3 separate regions of the Zea mays genome follow, and all the other regions are linked to region 1. Evidence: chromatin contacts called from public Hi-C data. All regions are on one chromosome and are shown on one strand. The core of a region is the stretch at or near the end of the contact, and the rest is flanking DNA. Distances in the headings are between cores, read along the strand shown. Region 1 holds the start of LOC103643292. Region 2 holds the start of LOC103643294 (putative 1-phosphatidylinositol-3-phosphate 5-kinase FAB1C). Region 3 holds the start of LOC100273996.

What was found. Hi-C and Micro-C count contacts between places; a contact is called where the count stands out from the background.
Region 2: a contact with region 1 is called in a Hi-C map of tassel, with 5 times the contacts expected there. The contact joins the promoter of LOC103643294 here to the promoter of LOC103643292 in region 1. A contact is called at or near these places in 5 of 25 Hi-C or Micro-C datasets (ear, endosperm, leaf and 1 more).
Region 3: a contact with region 1 is called in a Hi-C map of tassel, with 2.2 times the contacts expected there. The contact joins the promoter of LOC100273996 here to the promoter of LOC103643292 in region 1. A contact is called at or near these places in 3 of 25 Hi-C or Micro-C datasets (bundle sheath, ear and tassel).

Annotation. Positions count from the first base shown.
Region 1 is chr1:219,882,570-219,885,493 of Zm-B73-REFERENCE-NAM-5.0, reverse strand. LOC103643292 reads right to left here and starts at 1,561. Exons shown (of 2, transcript XM_008666447.3): 1 at 680-1,561. The coding sequence starts at 1,486.
Region 2 is chr1:220,083,876-220,086,799 of Zm-B73-REFERENCE-NAM-5.0, reverse strand. It overlaps LOC103643294 (putative 1-phosphatidylinositol-3-phosphate 5-kinase FAB1C), which reads right to left and starts at 1,530. Exons shown (of 11, transcript XM_008666449.3): 1 at 745-1,530; 2 at 1-362. The coding sequence starts at 983.
Region 3 is chr1:219,725,759-219,728,682 of Zm-B73-REFERENCE-NAM-5.0, reverse strand. LOC100273996 reads right to left here and starts at 1,487. Exons shown (of 11, transcript NM_001148382.1): 1 at 1,340-1,487; 2 at 1,087-1,231; 3 at 869-979; 4 at 717-777; 5 at 514-632; 6 at 102-187; 7 at 1-26. The coding sequence starts at 1,377.

The sequences.
Region 1 (2,924 bases), core at 312-2,811:
GGACACTGGACTCTGGAGCACGCCTTAACAGCTCGTCCTAATCAATTGGACAGCGCTCCCAGGCCCCATCTCGAGCACAGTACAGCTGGTAGTAGACTGCGTGACCACCACCGGCGTGTCCCCGTCATCACATGCATGCATGCTCGCATCCGTCGCCTAAACGACCCTTGTATTACTGGACCATATATATGCACACACGCCACACGCATCTTTTCATTAATTTCACTGTGCACGCATGGTGGTATGGATACATGCTGCATAGTACTCCTACTACTGGAGTAGTGGTATTTGTTTGATACATAAATTACAGGACAGGAGGAGGGTGTGTGTTGTACTCTCCTGGATCGGAGTCGGAGTGCTACGTGGCAGCACCAGACAGGCAGGGAGACAGTTAAGTACTCCAAATTTTTAATTTAATTAATTAGCCTGACATGCCAGCTCTTTTCCACTGACATACTGCCTTGTTATTTCGGGCGGTCGGTTTCTCTTCCACGCCACGCGTGCCCAATTCACTGGTTCTCTCGTGCATGCATGTCTGACTATATACTAATTGGATGGATCCTAATCTATATCGATCTCCCAGACATTTTTACGTCCTCTGTTAAAGCAGCGAAAATCAAGTCGGTATATTCTTATGAGTAGGAAAGGCATTATTGCAGTGGACGGACGGACAACGCACCTCTTTCTTGCCGGTTGTTGCCGCCGCGGGCTTGTTGCTACCGCCGGAGCCATCATCTTTGCGCGAGCTGGACGTCGAGGTGACGCTGACGACCGCCGGGGGCACGGGCACGGCGAGGGGCGTGGCGGGCGCGGACCGGTGGCGGCGCTGCTGGTCGCGGGCGACGCAGAGCTGCATGATCCTCTCGGCGGCGTCGGCGGCGTCGCGGCTGTCGTCGACGAGGCGCTGGACGTCGGCCTTGGGGAGGCGCACGCGCAGGCGCAGGGCGCCGCCGTCGCCGACGGACGACGACGCCGCCACGTCGGACGCCGACCGCCGCGCCAGCATCAGGCTCTCCAGCCGCTCCCCGGCCCCGGCCACGGCGCCGTAGTGGAGCGCGCCGGACCACGTGCGCTGCGGCGCCCGGGCCCGGCGATGGTGGTGGGCGGCCGACGACGGCGGAGGCAGCTCCACCAGGAAGTAGAGCTTCCCGGGCTTGAGCGGCGCGTCCGGGTCCAGCGGCCGCGCGCGCAGGCCCAGTCGCCGCACCTCCTCCGACTCCAGCAGGTGGTTGCCCTTGCCCGGGTGCTCGCGCAGCGCGTCCCCGGCCGCCGCGGGGGCGCGGTACTTGTACGTGGTGCCGTCCACCGTCATCACCCTCGCCCTCCGCCGCTTCCCGCCCATGGAGTTGCCCATATGGTGATTGTTGTCGGTCCCCGCACTGCACTGCACGTAGACGTAGCGATCGAGCGAGATTGGTTTGGCGTTGGCGAACGTCTCTGTGAGGCGAGGAGGCAGCGCGGAGAGAGATATAAAGACCGCATGCATGTGAATATGTGACGACTGGACGGATATATGAGCTGAGCAAGTCAATCCTGACAGCCCGATTATTCTAATCTCCGTTTTCGAATATTTATAAGTTTCGAATTAAAACACGATAAATAAAAATAAATAGGGAGTAGTGTATATAGCGATGGGTGCGGTTGGGTAAACGTGGCATGTTCCAACGTGGGGGGATTGCGAATTATTGCGTTCGCGATCGATAAACATGCAGTGGGGACAAGCTAGACAAACAGTGTCCGGGGCGGAAATTTTTTTGCAAGGCCATGTGAGGGTCGGAGGGCGATCTTTTGTCGGCCATACGCATGTGACCTTTTCTAGAGCGGGCAGGCAGGTTGGCGTCTACAGGCCGACACGGATGGATGGATGATGGAAGCAGAGGGAAAGAATCGCGCGCCGGGGTGAGCGATCAGAGTTCGTTGGCTGCTGCTGTGCTCGCGCGCGCGCGTTCGGCCAAAACGGCGAGCCATCCGTAGATCCTAATTGTGACCGGTTGGATTGGTTGGTCATGGATTGATCGGTCCGATTTGTATTGATCGTGCGTCTACTTTTTTATTGTGATGCTTACATCGACTATGTGCGCTTCACTAAAAAAAAATTATTGTGCTGCGTCATAAAAATGAATAATTTATAAAAAAAATTTAGTTGTACGGTGATTACGTTTTACATTGTTAATCTTGTTCAACAATAACATGCCACATTTTCCAACAGTCCAATGCTTGCTATTATTGCCTAGTACGCTTCAGCTTAAGAGAATAGAGCTTAATCGGTACGGTACACATTCACACAGTCCAATATATGCTTGCTATTCGTACATTGTTTAACGGTGCGCGCATGCATGTGAAAGTCAGCAAGTTCGAAGGGTGCGTGCAACAACTAGAACTAGGTACTAGTATCAAGCTGTACATATGATCATATCAAGTCCTATAGCGCTGACTAATCAGATCTCAACTACTACAGTGCACATCTAGCGACGCCAAATCTAGAAACCGACACGCTGGCGGCATGTCCATGCATATTGCACCGATCGACTCGACGAGTCACAGCTGACGTACGTGTAACATCATACGTACAGGGGATCAATTGGCCAAGTGGACGACGACGTCTGGACCCTACCCATCCGTCCGTATTTAATACTGTATGTGTGTAGGTGCCGGCTGCCGATAAATGTGATCTTGCAGCCTTTAACTCTCTCCACCCAACAGTGCTATACTTTGATCATGTTTAATAATACAGTTTGTACTAGTTTGGGAGCTTTATTTTTCCAAAAGTTTTCTATTTTCCCTTGGAAAAATGAAAATACCTTAGGAAAATGGGGTTTAGGGTTTAGGGTTAAGGATCTGTCACCGTCACGGCGCCAAGTGACGGTGACGGATCCTTTGCCGAGTACCTTCTGTGGCACTCGGCAAAGAGGCCAATTTTGCCG
Region 2 (2,924 bases), core at 281-2,780, 200 kb before region 1:
GTGGTGGTGGGCACCATATATTGGCACCAAATTCAACAGGATACTGAGTTTTGCTTCCGTCACCACTGTCAGTGACGCTACCATTTATCTGTTGCGGCGAACCATCAGATCCTAAACTTGCCTTTGTACCATATCCAGGAGAATCCGGGCTGAAACGGCCATTCTTCCTGGATATTGGTGAGCTGTCGTTCTGCTTCACCATCCAAGTCGGGCTCTCCAAGGGGCTTGGGGTCAGGGAGCGGTTGATATCATTAGGGGTACTAACACTAACAGATTCTGTATCTGAGAAGTCATGTAAGAAGTCATTCCCATGGGTGAAAAACTGAACCCCGGGCTCATCATCATCCTCATCATCTGCTCGCCTGCATTTGTACAAACCAAATCAATAAAAACTCAGCTCAATAGTTAATTAAATGTAAAAATAAAATGAAAAGCCCAAACTTCCATTAGAATTACTTGCTCCCGCAACCACTTAATTGCCAGTCACAAGTTTTCATTCTGTCTTCTTCAAGACCAAGTTCTACCTCAAATTTTAAAAAAGGCAGAGACTTTTAGCGAACTTATTATTAATTGCTAGATCGTAGCAGGTGGCACCACGCAAGCATAATCAATCCGTTCACTTCAGATCGAAAAAAAACAGCACCTTTCCCTTTTCCTCCACAGCAAGTCAAAATGGAAACTTGAAACGTAAGTACTGTATGTACAACTTTTCCAAAGCCACGGAAACGGAGTAGCACACAGTACCTGACAGCGCGGCAGCGGAGCAGCTCCGGCGAGGATATCTGCCGGCGCAGGGCGATGGCGCGCCTGCCTCCGGATCTCGTCGCCGCGGGCGGGGGCGAGTTCTCTGGGGAGGGCCCCCCGCTGCGCGACCTCGGCGTGGCGGGCAGCCGGCCGTCTGCGGCTTCAGCCGGCGTGGCGCCGGCGACGAAGGATCTGACCTTCTGCAGAGCGCCCAGCACCGAGAAGTCCACAACTCCCATCTCTCCGGCGCGATCGCGAGAACACGGTCCAAAAATCACGAAAGAAAAAAGCTAGAAAATAACAAGGCAAAAAATCACGCCTTTGAGGCTAAAACTCCTCTCCGGCGACGAGACAGCGGCGGCGAAGCGTCGGGATCGATTCTCCGCTTCAACCTCCGGTACGGTGTGTATGTCTGTCTGTCTGTGTATGTACAGGCTGCGGCTAGTTAGCGGCGGGAGGCATTTGGGGGTTAGCCAATGCCGGACTGGCCGAGGGGCATAGGTCGGCGGCTCCTCGCCGGTGGGCCGTCGCCGCGCAGTACGGCGGCACTACACGTCGGATCGCGGGTTCACAGAGTTGAAGGAGGTGAGCATGGGCGACGGAGACGAAATGGCCCGTGGAAGGAAGCGGCGGTGAGCGAGCGAAGAGCGGCGTCTGCGAAAGTAATGGCGGGCGGATTAGAGGGGAGGAGGGGTGGGGCGGAGGTTTTAATTGTCGAGAATGCGGGATGCCGGTGATGGAGGAGCAGTATCTTTCGGACAAAAACAATGGGCACGCAATGGGAATGGGCTATATTAGTAATTTAATTTATTTAATAAATACTGTATGGATATGAGGCTGTATGCCTAGTAGTAGTATACAAATTTATACGGGGTGAGTAAATGCCTAAAGATTTTGTTTTGCTGCTAATTGATGAATTATAAAGTTAGAAGATATATATGCATTAATGAGTAAAAAGGAACCCAATGATATGAATGTATCCTTCTTTTTTTATTTTACGTACTTGCTAGGGATGTTCGCATCCAAAAACCAAGACTTTAGTTCTATATCACATCGAATGTTTAAATGCTAGTTAGAAGTATTAAATAGTTTTATTATAAAACTAATTACAGATGAAAGATGAAAACTAAACGACGAGACAAACATATGAAAGTTTATTAGTCCATGGTTTACACATATAATGCTACAATAAACATTTAGTAATCATAGATTGATTAGGCTTAATAAATTGTACTAAAGTTTAGCCTTTATCTATATAATTAATTTTATAATTATACTATATTTAATATTAAAATTTGGTATTTAAATATATCCAATGTGATATAGACTAAACTTTAGTCAGGGAAACCAAACACCTTTAGTCTCTTTGTCCACAATAGGTAGATCATCTTAGCATTTATACAAATAATAAACTATTGTGTATGACACAGGTCTCTTTAGAGTAAAGTCATGCTTGGATCACAATTGAATTATTATTATAATCTATATTTTACTCTCTTGGTCTTGTAATATAATGCATTCTAAAATTTTAGAGATAACTTAAGAAAATATCCAAATACTTTATGTACCCATGTATTAAACCCAAGTAAAATGTTTCTCCTTAAATCATGGTTTTCTTTTTAAAACATATCTAAAATTAAGTATGTGCAACATAATGGATACCTTTTTCAGTAAGTTTTCAGAAATCATAGTGCACTTTACATTTTAGAATGGAGTGAATGCATATAAAATTATTATGATATAGATTACGAACTATAATATTATATTCATGTATTGTTATGGCGGATTATCCTTAACCAACTATATATAGTAATAATCACAAAGACAGATCCAAAGGTGGATTCTGGAATTATTATAAATGATGTTTTGATTATAATAATCCACCTGGTAATCTAGTCTATTTAGGTCATAATTAGATATTATAAATGATGTTATAATCCTAGGGGATCAAAAAGACCATAAATTACTTAGATATTTCTGCAGAAGAATTGTGCCAAGATTTTCTCGCGAGCATGGCAGTACTACATGGTTGCTAACCAAAATCTGTGGTGTACCATACAAGACCAATAAATCAAAAAGGGCAGAAGGTTATTATTCGTCTTTTTGAAACAAAAGCTTATTATTCGTGATCACTCTAGTCACCAATGGTTGTTTTGCCCAAACAATTCGCTAAACATTTA
Region 3 (2,924 bases), core at 238-2,737, 160 kb after region 1:
CGCGTACTGGTGTCGATATTTGCTTGCTGAGAGAAGACACATGATCAACAGTAGATTCAAGAAGAAAATAAAAAAAGATATTTCATCATAAGGCCCCATACATATCACCAGGAGGCCATGGCTGTCCCCATGTCCAAACGTGACCTTCTTGAGTCAAAACCACTGAATGTGTCCCTCCAGCAGCTACCTAGAATTAGCAAATGAATAAGCAAGCCAAAAGCTAACAAACTGAAATCATGAGTACAGCACCCAAAAGTTGCCGCATCATTTCACGACAGGAATAATTCATTTGAGCTATAGACACTACAACTGTCCGGTTCCATCATACAAACTATCTTATATGTGGTTTGTGATCAGACTACTTCCTTAGCAACAAAGCATATGCTAAAGTGACAACATGATCCAAAATTAGTTGGATTCCTTCCAACCAACGCACTGAACCAAAATTGGAAAAAAAAAATCCAAAAACATTTCCACACTACTTGCACAACGCTCGAATCCAATTCCACTCACTTGCCGGACTTTGAGCTTGGGTGCGCACCGCTGTGGGGTCGGGATGTCCCTCCTGAGCGCCCTCGTCCCGTCCTCCTTCCTCTCAGGCTCCTCACCGCACTGCCCGTACTCGTTTCCCCCTGCACAATCCATGCACATTGCATCAAAGCAAGTAAGCAACCAGAAACCAGTCACGGAAAACGCAGGGAAGCGAGTGCCCCTACCCCAGGCGTAGGCGTGCCCATTGTCGTCAACTGCAAGGCAATGCCACCCACCAATCGCCGCCTGAATGAACCAAGGAAACCATAGGCAGAGCCTCTTCCGTCAGCAGCACACGGACATGAACCTCGCAGGGTAAAGCGGAACTGAGGCGCACCTGGACGATCTTCAACCCCGCGAGGGCGTGGACGGGGCCAGGGGAGCTCTCCGTCTTGGTCTTCGGCGGGTGCCCGAGCGTGCCGCGCTGGTTCCACCCCCAAGTGAAGAGCTGCGCACGGCAAGGAACCCCAGCCCAAGCAATCGGGTCAGAACAGAAGCTCTCCAGGAAATGAACAAGCACGATCAACAGGCAACGGGTTGGGGAAGGGGACGCACGCGGCCGTCTTCGCAGATGGCGAGGGAGTTGCGGCTACCGGCTACGACGGCGGTGACGGCGTAGGAACCGAGTGCCTCCACGCAGTGTGCCCAGTCCTTCTCCTCGTTCCCGCCCATGCCAAGCTGCCCGTCCTCCCCGGAACCCCTGTACAAAACGAGAACCAGAGCAATCAGTGGCCCGCCGCGACGCGAGAAACGGAGTTGCCCGCCGCGCCCCTCGCGCACGAGAGAGAACGCGCGAGAGTGAGCGCACCACGCGAGGACCGCGGTGGCGCGGGGCGGGGCAGCCATGGCGGTGGCGGCGCTCGGTGTCGGCGCTCGGTGTCGGCGGGAGCCAAGGAACACGGGGCAGCAAGCAGCCGACGCACGCGGTGTGGCGCCGCGGTGGATGTGGGTTTTCGTGCGCGCAAGACAAGCGCCCCGCGTGCGTGGCTTTTGTGGCTATGATTTGGGCTCTCTCTTCTGCCGCGGGCCCGCGGCCGTGTCATCTGCTGCAGGAAAAGGATGGCAGAGGCAGGGGCAGCGGGCAGCCCTATCTTTCTGGGCGTCTGTCCGGTCCGTGCGGCGTGAGCGTGACCTGTGGTCATGGGTTTTTGTGCTCGGCGCAATACTAGTAGGGTTTTTCTTTTAACTTTTCGTGGCATCCTGGTGGTTCCATCGTTCCGCCCACGTCTCGATGAGTCACGCAAGTGATCTGCAAAGATTCTTGTCAGGCGTGTTCAGCCCTCGTCTAGCGTCACATACACCGTATGATTGGATGGGTGCTTGTGCGCAGCCTGGCTCACATACGCGTTTGACATCCTAAATACAATGAATTAAATATGTGCTGACTCATAGTCAATTCATGTGAAGAATCTGGGTCTCCTAATGCAGACAACCAAACATATAGATAGTGAACTTATCATGATAGACTCTTTAAACTATATAAAAATTTTATGATATATATAAATATATATATACGCTAATTTTATTTGTAAAATAAAAACAAATACATTGATATATTTAATTTAACATGTCAAATAATTATCGAGAAATAAAGTTGACCAAAATAATAATATATTTGTATCTTGGAGCTATTATGATTACCATAACGAAGAACAAAACTTAATCACATTCATTGCTTCTCATAAAAAAGATACTTTTTCGAGCATTTCTTGATGCAAAATCATTATTGGAATCAATAGTGTCCAAGATATCCTTCTCAATACAGTACATAGCCAAGCCATTCAACCTTTACAGTGATATAGCTGATCTCAGATAGTCCTTCAACAACTTCAATTTTGAGAAATTTCTTTCAGCCAAACATACAGTCACAGGTACGTTTAAGAGAATTCGATAGGCAATTGTAACATTTGGATAGCAATCTGCATCCATAACAAACTTTAGAACCTTAGGCGCTAGCATCGAAGAATTTGGGGGGCCGCCTGTCAGGGGGAGGGCGGACATGCGGGCGCACGCGCGCGCGAGGCTTAGATGGGCCGAGCTGGGCTGGTTGGGCCAAATTGGTTTTTCCCTTTTTCCTGGAATTTCTAATGGCTTTTCTATTTATTTTCTCTAGGGTTTCCAAATCAAATTCAAACCAAATGCAAATTCAAACCCTTTCAAACATGTGCATCAAACAAAAGAATAATTTAGGCTCAACATAATGCAACATTTCATGACTCACATTGTTTTAACAAAATAAATACTTAATCCCTATCCTAATTAACTTAATTCTAATCAAAAGAAAGAGAGGGAGAGACTAAAGAGAGAGCAAGAGATAACACCTGAATTTGGTAGATATTTAGAAAGAAATTTTATACACCAAATTCAGGGTGTTACAAGTTCTCCTCCGAGTA